2 separate regions of the Sus scrofa genome follow, and region 1 is linked to region 2. Evidence: chromatin contacts called from public Hi-C data. All regions are on one chromosome and are shown on one strand. The core of a region is the stretch at or near the end of the contact, and the rest is flanking DNA. Distances in the headings are between cores, read along the strand shown. Region 1 overlaps PPP1R10 (protein phosphatase 1 regulatory subunit 10). Region 2 has its middle 17 kb from the start of SLA-2.

The links. Hi-C and Micro-C count contacts between places; a contact is called where the count stands out from the background.
Region 1: a Hi-C map of liver shows a contact between it and region 2, with 2.1 times the contacts expected there. The contact joins two enhancer-like sites. A contact is called at or near these places in 7 of 47 Hi-C or Micro-C datasets (blood, embryonic fibroblasts, liver and 4 more) and 1 of 2 datasets of contacts at active chromatin or transcription factors (alveolar macrophages).

Annotation. Positions count from the first base shown.
Region 1 is chr7:23,143,885-23,150,841 of Sscrofa11.1, forward strand. PPP1R10 (protein phosphatase 1 regulatory subunit 10) reads right to left here. Exons shown (of 18, transcript NM_001123165.1): 17 at 6,436-6,957; 18 at 6,049-6,158. The coding sequence ends at 6,049. It also overlaps a transcript of ABCF1 not described here. Among named protein-coding and RNA genes, the nearest start is that of PPP1R10, 11 kb to the right of the region's middle. Within about 2 kb of position 3,422, at least 26 of the 83 cell types and tissues checked have an H3K27ac peak or open chromatin away from gene starts, as enhancers often do. A contact at or near this core is called in alveolar macrophages, liver and subcutaneous adipose tissue, where this site is marked.
Region 2 is chr7:22,970,303-22,976,586 of Sscrofa11.1, forward strand. It overlaps the pseudogene SLA-4. Among named protein-coding and RNA genes, the nearest start is that of SLA-2, 17 kb to the left of the region's middle. Within about 2 kb of position 4,944, at least 36 of the 83 cell types and tissues checked have an H3K27ac peak or open chromatin away from gene starts, as enhancers often do. A contact at or near this core is called in alveolar macrophages, liver and subcutaneous adipose tissue, where this site is marked.

The sequences.
Region 1 (6,957 bases), core at 2,172-4,671, 170 kb after region 2:
TGGTGCCTATAATCTCTAGGCTGCTTGGGGACTTGGGGGCAGGAAAGGAATGCTGCTGAACTCAAATCACCCTTTACAAGGGGAAGAAATAAAGGAAAGGCGTTGCGGCCATCTTGTCACTGTTTGGAGGTTCGTGGGAGCTGGAACTCTTAGTCTTGGTTTGCTTTATTCTGTTTTCTGGCTGCGTTAAATATTCGCCCGTTCCTCAGGACAGATGGGTCTGACCTGCAGTGTTACTGCGAATTAGATGGTGCTGGCTGTTGGGGGTGCCCCCATAACCCCCGATCCCTTCAGACAAGGACAAGGGAAATGATTCATCACCTCCCTCTAGGACACTCAGTTTCTCGCTATCCAAGCTCCGCCTGTGGTCAGGGACCAGGGTGCTGATCTCCCAGAGCCGCTGCATCAGCCAACAGGCCCGGCACCGTGGGGTATACGAGAGGGGAGGGGACGGGTCTGCCTTCATGAAGAGCCTAGTTAGAGAAGACTTAGAAAAAAAGACGTGAGTGTACGGCATGAAACGATTAATTGCCAAATGTGTGGTGCTCTAGAGTCTTCAGTTGCCTCATGCTCATAGAAGGGAGAGGTTGTCCAGAGCTTGGGGTTTTGGTAGGATCACTTGAGGATGAACCTTGAAGACGAGAAAGGGATTTTAATAATGAGGAACAGGGAGCCATTTTTGGAAGCTAGGAAAAGGGTGACTCTAGGGAAGAAAAAAGTATGGGTGTTGATGCAAGAACGTGGCTGTTGAAGCCACTTTTCTTCTTACAGCTAGACCAAAAAGATGGGTTTGGAAAGTAAAACCCCAAGTGGTTGGTGGTGATTTCAGGTGTGAAGGGTGAGGTGGACCATAGAGACATCCTCTGTGGTGATAGGGTAATAAATCCTGAGTTAGGATATGAGAGCGGGATGGAAAGGAAAGGACAAATGGAAAGAGCCAGGTGGGAGTTGGAGAGAGACAATAATCCAATTCCAGGTGAGTATGAAGAATGTTGAAGACTTACTGAGCTGGGAGTTCCCTGGTGGCCTAATAGTTAAGGATCTGGCATTGTTACTGTTGTGGCTTGGGTCACTGCGGTCATTTGGGTTCAGTCCCTGGCTGCAGAACTTGTCATGGGCATAGCAAAAAAAAAAAAAAAAACCTGAGGCGGGACAGCTAATTTTGGAGTTATTTTTTGGCCAAATAATATTGGACCTCAGGTATGAGGTTTATATTGAAAGTGAAGGTTTGGTAAATCAACTATAATGGAAAAAATAAAAATCACAAAATTAAAAAAGAAAGTGTAGGTTTGGTGTGGACGTAGTTGCAGAGGTTCCACTGGTACATTTCCAAATTAGAGGAACACCCTTTGGAATGTGAGGGAGAAAAGCAAGGGTCTTGTGCCAAGTTCAGTGCTACATGTAAAAGTAATCTCCACGATTTGATGAAGTGGGTCCAGAACAGAGGCAGCAGGCTTCAAGTCCACTACTAATGGTATGACCTTGGACTTAACCTCTTGGTACCTGTTTGCTCATCTGTAACATGGAGGTGATCCAACCTCACCAGGTTATTCAGGGATTAGATATATAACCATTTGTAAAGGACTGTAAATTCTTCTGCTTTTGTTAACATGTATTTCATGTTACACTCTATACTTTACACTTAACATTTTCAGTTCACTTGTTTAGATGAGATGATACATCAGATATACAGGAATGTTACTTGTAAAATGAATACTAAAATTTTACATTTCCCACAGTTTTTTTGTTTTTTGTTTTAGGGCCGCAACTTTGGCATGAAGAAGCTCCCAGACTAGGGGTCAGTCAGAGCTGAGCTGCTGGCCTACACCACAGTCACAGCAGCAAAGGATCCAAGCCACGTCTGCAACCTGCACCACAGCTCACGGCAATGCTGGAGCCTTGACCTACTGAGCGAGGCCAGGGATTGACCCTGCATCTCATGGATGCTAGTCAGGTTTGCTGAGACACAAGGGAACTCCTCAGAGGAAGTAACATTAAAGCCAAAGCCTTTAGATGGAGAAGGAACTGACTAGATAAGTGAGAAAGAGCCTTTGGGGAAGGGACCAGAATGGGCAAAGGCCCAGAAGCTGGAAAAAGTTTGACTTGGCTTAAGCTTAGAACATGGAACCTAGCTTGAGCTTGGAGCCTGAGCAGGAGCCAGGACCCACAGGGCCTTGTAAACCTTGATAGGGAGTTGGGCTATGATCCCGGGAGCAATAGGGGGCCCTCGGTGTCTCTGCCGGAGTGTGATTGACCTAGTTTTCATTTTCACAGAATTGGCTGCTGGATGAAGAATGGAGGGGGCAGGGAGCAAGGTCAGGAGGGGCGTTAGATATTCTCTTGGGAAGGAGGAAATACTCCCCTTCCTCTCCGAAAGGAAAGAAAATAATGTAGACTGATTTTCAGCCAAAGAGAAGTGCAAGCACTCCAGGGGGCTCACTTTCCCAGGAGGTTTGGTGCCGGCGAATCAAGAGGAGTTCAGAAGTTTGCCAGGCAGCGGTAAATGTTGAGTTGGTGCTAATAATTTACACTGCGCCAGGGTGGTAGGATTTCCTGATCTTTCAATGTTAGGTTTACTGCCAGGGAGCAGGAATGGGAGAAACAACATAATGGTGATTGAGAATTGGAGATTGGACTGGTGTGCTTGGGAAAGCTGACAGTGTCAAAAGTTCGAAGTGGATTTGGGGGATGGGAGTGGAAATGGAAAGAGAAAGAACAGGCCAACTGAAGCAGTCGCGAGGGCGTGGTGAAGAACAGAAATGAGTTGATGGGTACAGTGAAATGGAAGAGATGCTCAGCCTCTCCCCCTATGCCCCCAAAATAAAGAAAACCTAAGTAACAGTTTATTTTGGATTTTCATGAAGAATTTGAAAGGAAAATTACTGAACTTTTTTTTTTTTTTTTGTCTTTTCTATGGCCACACAGCACATGCAGGTTCCCAGGCTAGGGGTCTAATCAGAGTTATAGCTGCCGGCCTATGCCAGAGCCACAGCCACGTGGGATCTGAGCCACGTCTGTGACCTACACCACAGCTCATGGCAATGCCCAATCCTTAACCCACTAAGCAAGGCCTGGAGTTCCCAGGCCAGGGATCGAACCCGCAACCTCATGGTTCTTAGTCGGATTTGTTAACCACTGAGCCACGATGGCAACTCCTGAACTCATTTTTAAAGTAAAATAGAAAAAACTAAGCTCTCTTTAAAGGTTCTTGTGGCCTGTTGCAGATGAAGGGAGGAAAGTATGAAGCAGGCAATAGATGGATCCAGAAGGAAGGAAATGCAAGTTAAAGAATTTTTAAATTTTTTTCTAAACTTTTCACTTGAGCTGTGTACTTCGTTATTTCACCTCCTTAGCTTGGCCTTTAGATTATGTCTTCTCAGGCGCTCTCCCAGTGCAGAGAGGAACAGCAGGCTAACTGGACACCCTCTTTGGCGAAATGGGGCAAAGGGAAGATAAAATCTGCCCCACTGGCTTTAAGTGTAGGTTCGGTTTGTGACTTTAGGAAGTTGCTGCCCTCTTGTGGCCAATCCTAGAAACAACAGCCAAGAAACGTGTTCTAGGAACAGTGAAATTTTTCTTTTTTTCCTTTTTTTGGCCTCCCTTTGGCATATGGAGTTAGCCGTTACCCGGCCAGGTATCAGATACAAGCTGCTGTTGCGATCTAAGCTGCAGCTGCCGGCAATCGGCTTTACTAAGTGTGGGTTGGGCTTGTGGAATTTAGGAAGTTACTGCCGTCTTGTGGCCAATCCTAGAAACAACAGCCTAGAAACACGTTCTAGGGACAGTGAATTTTCCCTTTTTTTGGCTGCCCCCGCAGCATATGGAGTTCCCAGGCCAGGGATCAGATCCCAAGTGCTGTTGCGACCTAAGCCACAGCTGTGGCAACACCGGATCCTTAACCCACTGTGCCAGCCTGGTCTGGGGACTGAATATGTGTCCCAGTGCTCCCAAGACGCTACCTATCCCATTGCTCCATTCCACCACAGTGGGAATGAAAAAACAAAGCCCTTCGGATGATTCTGATGGAACGCTAAAAGGTTGGAAACCACTCTTCTCAACTCTGGCCTCAATATGCTCCCTTTCCCCATAAAACGTAACCTACTGATTTCTAATTGCATAATAGCAGAACTTAACTATTTAATCCTCTCCATCTTCTGCTTTCTAACCCTCGTTTAAATTCCTTCCCTAAGCTACTCTGCAGGCTGGCAGATCAGCTAGAATCCATGTGTCTGAACCTCCTGCATCTCAGCCAATCTGTGAGTTCTGGATCCCCAGTGTCTCACAACACGGGAGCCCCCCTGTACCCTGCGGTGTTTCATATTCACAGCACTCCTTCACCAGTTTTTTCTTCCCTTTTTAGGGCTACACACACAGCATATAGTTCCCAGGCTGGGGGTCTAATTGGAGCTACAGCTGCTGGCCTACACCACGGCCATAGCAACGCCAGATCTGAGCCATGTCTGCGACCTACACCACCGCTCACAGCAACGCTGGATCCTTAACTCACTGAGCGAGACCAGGGCTCAAACCCACAACCTCATGGTTCCTAGTCGGATTCTTTTCTGTGTGCCACGACAGGAACTCCCTTCACCAGTATTTAATACCAACAAAGTATTGAAAACTACATTCCACAGAGGTTTATATTAATGTAACCTCAAGCGCAGCTAAGTAACAGTAAAGAGTCCAGGAGTTCCCATCATGCTCAGCAGAATCGAATCTGATTAGCATCCATGAGGTTACGAGTTCGATGCCCAGCCTTGCTCAGTGGTTTTAAGGATCTAGTATTGCCGTGAGCTGTGGTGTAGGTTGCAGACGTGGCTCGGACCTGGCATTGCTGTGGCTGTGGTATAGGCCAGTGGCTACAGTTCCAATTCGACCCTTAGCCTGGGAACCTCCATATGCCACAGGTGTGGCCCTAAAAAGACAAAAAATTCCAAATACACCGGGGGTTAAATAAGTTGCTTCTCTTTCCACTGTTTATTATTAATGTACAAAATATACAAAACCAAAAGAAAAAGAAAAATACTCATCCTCAAATCCATTGTGGCTCTAACCATAGACCCTGCACAAAACCCAACCAATCCACTGTTTTCATAGAAAACAACTGATGCTGAGACAGGTGAAGGAAAGGGCTGGAGAGGGCCAGTCACCCTAACGAATCCACCCAGGAAGGCACCTGGTGGGGACTCAGAGGTGGCTGACAGGGCAAGGGAGCTGGAGGCCTCCCCCGACAAGGTTCCAGGTAGGGGCCAGGAGCGCACTCACTCCTGAAGGCAGTGCATGTAGTGTGACTGTCAGGCCCAGCACACCGGGCTTCAGTTGATGAAAAGCTGGTCTCACTGAAGTGTTTTAATTTCCAGAATGAGCCGTAGGCAAGGGTGGACCGCCACAAAGAGCCACCCCTAGGCCAGCTCAAACTTGACTGGATGCAGATAGGAATTTGCCATCATCGAACCCAGCCAGACCCATGCTGCAAACTCGGCTCTTCAGACGGTCGCAGTCCTTAGAGAAAGAATTCAGAACGGATGGCTGGAGGGGGGGTGGGGGGGCGAGGTGTGTTCCGGACTCAAATCCAGCCGGACCGAGCCCCTCCGTGCAGAGGGAGGTAGAGCACCCCTTACCACCTCTACCCCGCAGGGAGGAATATCCGTGGCTGGGATGATCTCACACGCGTCGGGACCCAGCGCAGGAGAGCAGAGGTGGGCTCCGGCCTCGCTAGCTTCAGGTTCTCCGGCACGCAGGGTCACACCGGGGAGGGAGGGACTTGGGAAACCGGACAACTCTCCTCAAAAAGTGAAGCCAACTGGGTCTCCTCTTCAGTCCAGGGTACAGAATGTGTCCAGTCTCTCCTCCCCAGACTGGAGGGAAATATGTACATCGATGCGCACCAGTGATCAGAAAACCCCCAGGAACCCAGGCAGGTGGGCGCTGAGGGGGCCAGCTCCTCATCGGCTGGGGGCAGGGGACAGTGGGCCTCACAGAAGCCATAAAAGGGTGGAAGGAGCCAGGCTACAGTCCGCAGGGCTGTGTGCGGGCGGGCGGGCGGTCCTAGGGCAGGGGGGGCCCATTGACACCCGGGTGGTAGAAGGCACAGTTGTTCTCGTAGCGGCAGTTGCCCTTCATCATGAAATGTCGACAAACGGGGCGCTTTGACATGTCTGTGGGAACAAGGGGGGAATGACGGTTAGACAGAATAGCTCAGAGGTCAGTACCACCCTCGCGGCAGCAGTCCAAGCCTCCTGAGAAGCATCTTTCAGCGACACCAAGCTTGGGGGCCTGGGGGAAGGGTAAAAGGTAGGAGCTGCCAGGCATGCTGGGAACTGGGAACGAGGTGACCTGGGGTTCTGCCTGCCACACCTGAGGTAGTGACAGCCCCCCCGCCAATGCCTGTATGGGACACCAAGAGGCACACAAGGGGACAGGGAGCATCCTCACCTCCTCCGTGGTTGTGGCCTCCATCATGCCCTCGGTGGCCCCCTCCTCCGTGACCAGGGCCATCATGGCCACGGTGTTCATGAGGTGGCGGCCCTCTATGGTCGTGGCCTCGGTGACCAGGGACATCATGAGGCCTGTGGCCATGGGGCCCCCCATGTCCAGGGCCTTCATGGGGCCGATGTCCACCACCAGCACCCATTCCTCCGCCAGGGCCTTCGTGGGGGCGATGTCCACTGCCTCCACCCATGCCACCGCCGGGACCTTCATGGGGGCGATGCCCCCCACCCATGCCACCGCCAGGGCCTTCGTGGGGGCGATGTCCCCCACCCATGCCACCGCCAGGGCCTTCGTGGGGGCGATGTCCACTGCCGCTGCTCATGCCCCCGCCAGGGCCTTCATGGGGACGATGCCCACCGCCTCCAACCATGCCCCCGCCGGGGCCCCCTCGTCCATTAGGCGGTCCTCCACCAGAGCGCCCTCCTCTGGCCCCTCGGAAAGGAGGAGGAGGAGGAGGAGGTTCAT
Region 2 (6,284 bases), core at 3,694-6,193:
AGGGCTGATGTGCCATATCTCCTTCGCCTCATCCTGGGCACCTCATCTTTTGTTCTGCTTCCCCTGTTGCCTGAATCCCATGGTGTCCTCTTTTTTGGCTTTCTCCATCCTTTTCCCCACTTTGGCAAGGAAGGAAACATGGGAAGTAAAACACTGGAACTCTGAACATTGCAATGTCTTAGATACCCTCCCACTTACTCACATCTTGAACTGATATTGAACTCTGTGATGGAAATAGTTTTTCCTTGGAATTCGGAAGATATGGCTTCAGTATCTTCTAGTCTACAGGCCCATGTTTGTCGCCTCTTGAAGTTTTCAAGGCCTCTTCTATCCTCTTTCTGAAAGGTCACGATGATGTGTTTTGCAATGGGTCCATTTCATCTTTTGGAGTAAGAATTTGGTTAGGCCATTAAAAACGTAAATTTCTGTCTGTAAACTCAGAGAAATGTTCTTGAAAAAATGTTTTACCGTTTCCTACTTGTCATTCTTGATGAAACTGGTACGATTAATTTGCTGGAATGTCTTGACTGACAGACTAGCAGGTCTTCTCTCCTGCTGGTCATTACTTTCCATTTATACCACTTAGTGGGGGTATGATTTCATATTTCAATTAATTATTAAATTATTCATTTCTATGATCATATTTTTATTTTCCAAGAGGTCTTTCTTCCTCTATGATTGTACACATTTTTAATAATTCTGGTTTAGTTTCATACACCTTATATTTTTTACATATGTTTACACGTCTTAGATATTATTGATGATAGTGGTAGGGGACCTGTCAGGGCTCCTGGTTTTCTGCTTTCATGATTTCATGAATTTTTCCTCACAGCACTTAGCTCAGTACTGGTTCACATTAATCTCTGTCATTTCTTTCTTTTTTTTTTTTTTCTTTTTTCTTTTTACAGCCACATCTGAAACACATAAAAGTTCCTGGGCCAGGGGTCAAATCAGAGCTGCAGCTTCAGCCTAAGCCATAGCCACAGCGACATCTGATCCCTAAGCCACTGGACAAGGTCAGGGATGGAACCCCCATCCTCACAAAGTCAGGTCCTTAACCCACTGAGCCACAACGGGAACTCCTAGCTCTGTCATTTCTGCTGAGTGTCCATCTCCCTCACAAGAGTGTCAGGGTTTTTTTTGGGGGGGAGCGCACCTATGGCATATGTTAATTCCCAGGCTAGGGGTCTAATCGGAGCTACAGCTGCCAGCCTACACCACAGCCACAGCAACACCGAATCCCTGACCCACTGAGAGAGGGCAGGGATCGAACCCACATCCTCATGGATACTAGCTGGATTTGTTTCCATTTCGCCACAATGGGAACTCCCTATCAAGGTCTGCTTTTGTTCTTCATTGTCTCTACCAGATCTTGATTCAAAGATGCACTAAAATATATGCACTTTAATCTCCCTGAATCTCCCTTTCCCTGTCATTAAAAGGGATCATAAATTGGGTGCCTCGTAGGTTTTCTTCGAGGAATAAATGTGATTCGCTATGTAAAATCTATGGCACTGTTGAGACATATTTGGTGTCCCACAGTTCATAGTCATTATAGTGATTATAGCACTTAGACAAGATTCCATTCTTCTGCTTTTATAAACCAAAATTCAAGAAATTTCTTGAACCTGTATTTTAGGGAATATGTGTGATTAGCTAATTAGGATAACTTCCTAAAGGTGAAATTTCTAGGTCAAAATGTGAGCACATTGAAATTATTAAGATGTTTAGCAAAGGGGCCCATTAGAAATTTTGTATCAGTGTTCAATCCCATCAGCCTTTATGACAGCATATTCCCCCTACCCTCTGCTCAGTTATCTCATCGCTTGCTTTCATCTTTGCCAAACTGATAGATCTTAATTTTATTCTCATTTCTCCTTTCACATTCTTGCTTTTGTTTACATTTATTTATAACTAATATATTTGACATTTGCATTTCTTTTTTTCTTTTTTTTTCTTTTTTTTTTTTTTTGTCTTTTTGCCTTTTCTAGGGCCACTCCTCAGCATATGGAGGTTCCCAGGCTAGGGGTCTAATCGGAGCTGTAGTCACGAGCCTACACCAGAGCCACAGCAACACCAGATCCAAGCCCTGTCTGCCACCCACACCACAGCCCATGGCAACACTGGATCCTTAATCCACTGAGCAAGGCCAGGGATCAAACCCCCAACCTCATGGTTCCTACTTGGATTCGTTAACCACTGAGCCACGACGGGAACTCCTGTGAATCTTTGGTTGCCTTAGAAAAGTTTTATGTTTTTCTTGATTGTTTTTCACCTTTGGGTCATGCTTAGAGAACTCGTCAGTCTACAATTGAAAAATGTCATGTGTGTTTTCATTTGGGTACAGACAATAAGGACAGAGGAGTCTGGGATGAAAGGAAATAAAATTGTTTGAATTTGGGGGGAAAGTATGGGGAGGCGCAATAGGTAAAGAATTCTAAAAAAAATAAATAAATAAAGTATCCATTTATAAAAAAAAAAAAAAAAAAAGGAGTTCCCGTCGTGGCGCAGTGGTTAACGAATCCGACTAGGAACCATGAGGTCCCTGCCCTTGCTCAGTGGGTTAACGATCCGGCGTTGCCGTGACCTGTGGTGAAGGTTGCAGACGCGGCTCGGATCCCGTGTTGCTGTGGCTCTGGCGTAGGCCGGTGGCTACAGCTCCGATTGGACCCCTAGCCTGGGAACCTCCATATGCCGCGGGAGCGGCCCAAGAAGTAGCAACAAAAACAACAACAACAACAACAAAAAGACAAAAGACAAAAAAAATAAATAAAAAAAAAAATAAAGTATCCATTTATAAAAAAAAAAAAAAGAAAAGAAAAGAGTTTGATTCCCTGCCCAGGAACTTCCATATGCCACAGGCCCCAGGGGGAAAAAAAAATCAACTGACGCTTAACAAGTAACAATACTTGTTTCCTTGATTCAAACGTTGATTTACTGAAATCTACAGTGGAAGACCTATAACTTAGTGAAACCATACATTACTTTAAAAACTCATGCATTAGTTAAAGATCCATTTCAATATCAAGATAGGCCTATGTATTTTAATGTGACAAGACAGGAAGTATTCAGTGTTTCAGGTTCCACTTGGTCAAAAAACAAAACTGAGAAACTACCACTTGCATAATTTTAATTTAGTAACAAAGATGATTAGCAAAAATTATCTGAAAATGTTAGTTAAAACACTACTCTCATGCATTTGTAAGGCTGCATATTTTTTCATATACTTCAATCAAAATAACAGTGGGTTGTTTTGGTATTTATTTGTTTTTGTTTTTGTTTTGTCTTTTTGCCTTTCTAGGCCTGCTCCCACGGCATATGGAGGATCCCAGGCTAGGGGTCCAATTGGAGCTTCAGCCGCAGGCCTATGCCACAGCCATAGCCACACCAGATCTGAGCTTCGTCTGCGACCTACAGCACAGCTCACGGCAAGGCCAGATCCTTAACCCACTGAGCAAGGCCAGGGATGGAACCTGCAACCTCATGGTTCCTAGTCGGATTCCTTAACCACTGCGCCACGAAGGGAATTCCTCCAGCGGTCTTCTAATGCGAGACGAGAGTTGCAAAAAATGTAAAAAATACACTCTTCTGAGACTTGTGGTTGCCTGATGGGAGGGGGAGGGAGGGGGAGGGAGTGGGAGGGATCGGGAGCTTGGGCTTATCAGACACAACTTAGAATAGATTTACAAGGAGATCCTGCTGAATAGCATTGAGAACTATGTCTAGATACTCATGTTGCAACAGAAGAAAGGGTGGGGGAAAAACTGTAATTGCAATGTATACATGTAAGGATAACCTGACCCCCTTGCTGTACAGTGGGAAAATAAAAATAAATAAATAAATAAGTAAATACACTCTTCTCACTATTCTGCTTATCTAGGAAAATAGTTATTTCTCATAAAAACATATGATTTCTGTTAACATGTAAAAGGTTATTAATACTATCACCCTGCCCGGATTATAAAATATCGGACCCTCCCCGCATGGATTTTCCTGACGCGGCCCCAAGTCCCCACTTCTCACTCCCATTGCGGGTCGGGTTTCTGGAGAAGCCAATCAAAGCCACCGCGGTCCCGGGTTACAAAATCTCCACTCACCCGCCTCCACTCAGCTTCTTCCCAGACCCCAAGGATACGGGTCAGGGGGTCTCGAGCCCTCCTCCTGCTTCTCTGGGGGGGGGCCTGGCCCTGACCCGGACCCGGGCGGGTGAGTGCGGGGTTGGGGAGGAACGGCCTCTGCGGGGAGGAACGAGGGCACCGCCTGGCTGGGGAGCCGGACCCCAGGAGAAGATGCGCCTCCGCCGCCTCCGCCCCAGATTCCCCACCTCGGTCCTGCCGGGCCCTGTACCTCCCCCGCCTCCCACCCCTTCCGAACTCCAGTGCCCTCTCCGACCCACCACCCCTTTCCCTTCTCACCAGCCCCACGCCTCCTCCCCGGTCCCACGCCTCGCACCCGGGGCCCCGCGCCGGGAGGAGGGTCGTGTCTCCCCCTCCTCCCCACCCCCAGGCTACCACTCCCTGAGGGATGTCTACACCGCCGTGTCCCGGCCCGGCCGCAGGGAGACCCGCTCCATTGCCGTCGGCTACGTGGACGACACGCAACTCATGAGGTTCGACAGCGACGCCCCGAATCCGAGGGTGGAGCTGCGGCCGTCGTGGATGGAGCAGCAGGGGCCAGAGTATTGGGATCTGAACACGCGGGGCGTCAAGGACACCGCACAAACTCCCGCAGTGAACCTGAACACCCTGCGCCGCTACTTCAACCAGAGTGAGGCCGGTGAGCGACTCGGGCCCGGGTCCAGGGCACGACCACCATCCCCAGGACCGGCTGGGGTCGCCCCAAGATTTCTGGACCCGCAGGGCCCCTTCATCTGGGAAGGGGCGGCAGGACTTTCACCCAGTTTCACTTTCAGTTAGGTTTAACCTCTGGTCGGTCGGGGCGGGGGGCGGGGCTGACTTCCGGCGGGGCTACGGGCCCGGATCAGTTATCGGGTCACCGCTAGGATCTCACACTCTCCAGTGGACTTACGGCTGCGACGCAGAGCCAGACGGCCGCCTCCTCCGCAGGTACGAACAGTTCGCCTACGACGGGGAGGATTTCATCGCCCTGAACGAGGACCTGCGTTCCTGGACCGCGGCGGACACGGCGGCTCAGATCACCAAGCGCAAGTGGGAGGCTTCAGGTGAGGCGGAGCGCGATAGGAACTACCTGCCGGGAACGTGCGTGGAGTGGCTCAGCAGACACCTGGAGATGGGGAAGGACACGCTGCAGCGCAGAGGTATCAGGGGCCGCGGGGCCTCCACAATCTCCCCTCGGGAGGGAGCTGGCTTCTTAAAAGGAGAGGAAAATGGAATCAGTCTAAGAATATATAGCCTTTCTGGTGTAGGTCGCAGACGCGGCTCAGATCCTGAGTGACTGTGGTGTAGCCCGGCAGCTACATCTCCAATTCGACCCCTAGCCTGGGAACTTCCCTCCATATGCTGCGGATGCAGCCCTCAAAAGACAAAAAACAAACAAACAAAAAAACACCGCCATTCTTTCTGGACGGGAGAAAGAGGTTCTTATATCCTGTACTAGAGAGTGACTTGCTCAGAAGCCAGACTTTCTCTAAAGGGCAATTAAAGAATTTAGTCTCAGGGAAATGGAAAGGGAGACCATCCCTGATGTAACTGATCAGCAGTTCCCTGTGACTCTGACAGCAATGTTGTGAACCATGACTTTCTCTCTAAAGGTCTTTTTCTCCACCTGAGAACATCTTTGGAGGCCTGACTCCAGCTTTTCTGAGTCAGTCACCCTCCACCCAGAATAGGACCAGAGACTGTCTTCTTCCTCTGAGACCTGAAGACTTTTACCCTAGTCTCTAATTATAGAAATTTCCAAGGAATAGGAGATATTTCCAGACCCCCACCCCCATCCCCAGGCCAGGCTGGTGTCTGTGGTTTGTGCTTCTCCTTCCAAACCATTGTCCTCTCCATTCTCCCAGTGGTCACATGAGGCTGCTTCAGTGGCCCCTTGTGAGTAATCCGAAGTGAATTTTCTGATTCTTCTTCCTCAGACCCTCCAAAGACACATGTGACCCGCCACCCCAGCTCTGACCTCGGGGTCACCTTGAGGTGCTGGGCCCTGGGCTTCTACCTAAGGAGATCTCCCTGACCTGGCAGCGGGAGGGCCAGGACCAGAGCCAGGACATGGAGCTGGTGGAGACCAGGCCCTCAGGGGATGGGACCTTCCAGAAGTGGGCGGCCCTGGTGGTGCCTCCTGGAGAGGAGCAGAGCTACACCTGC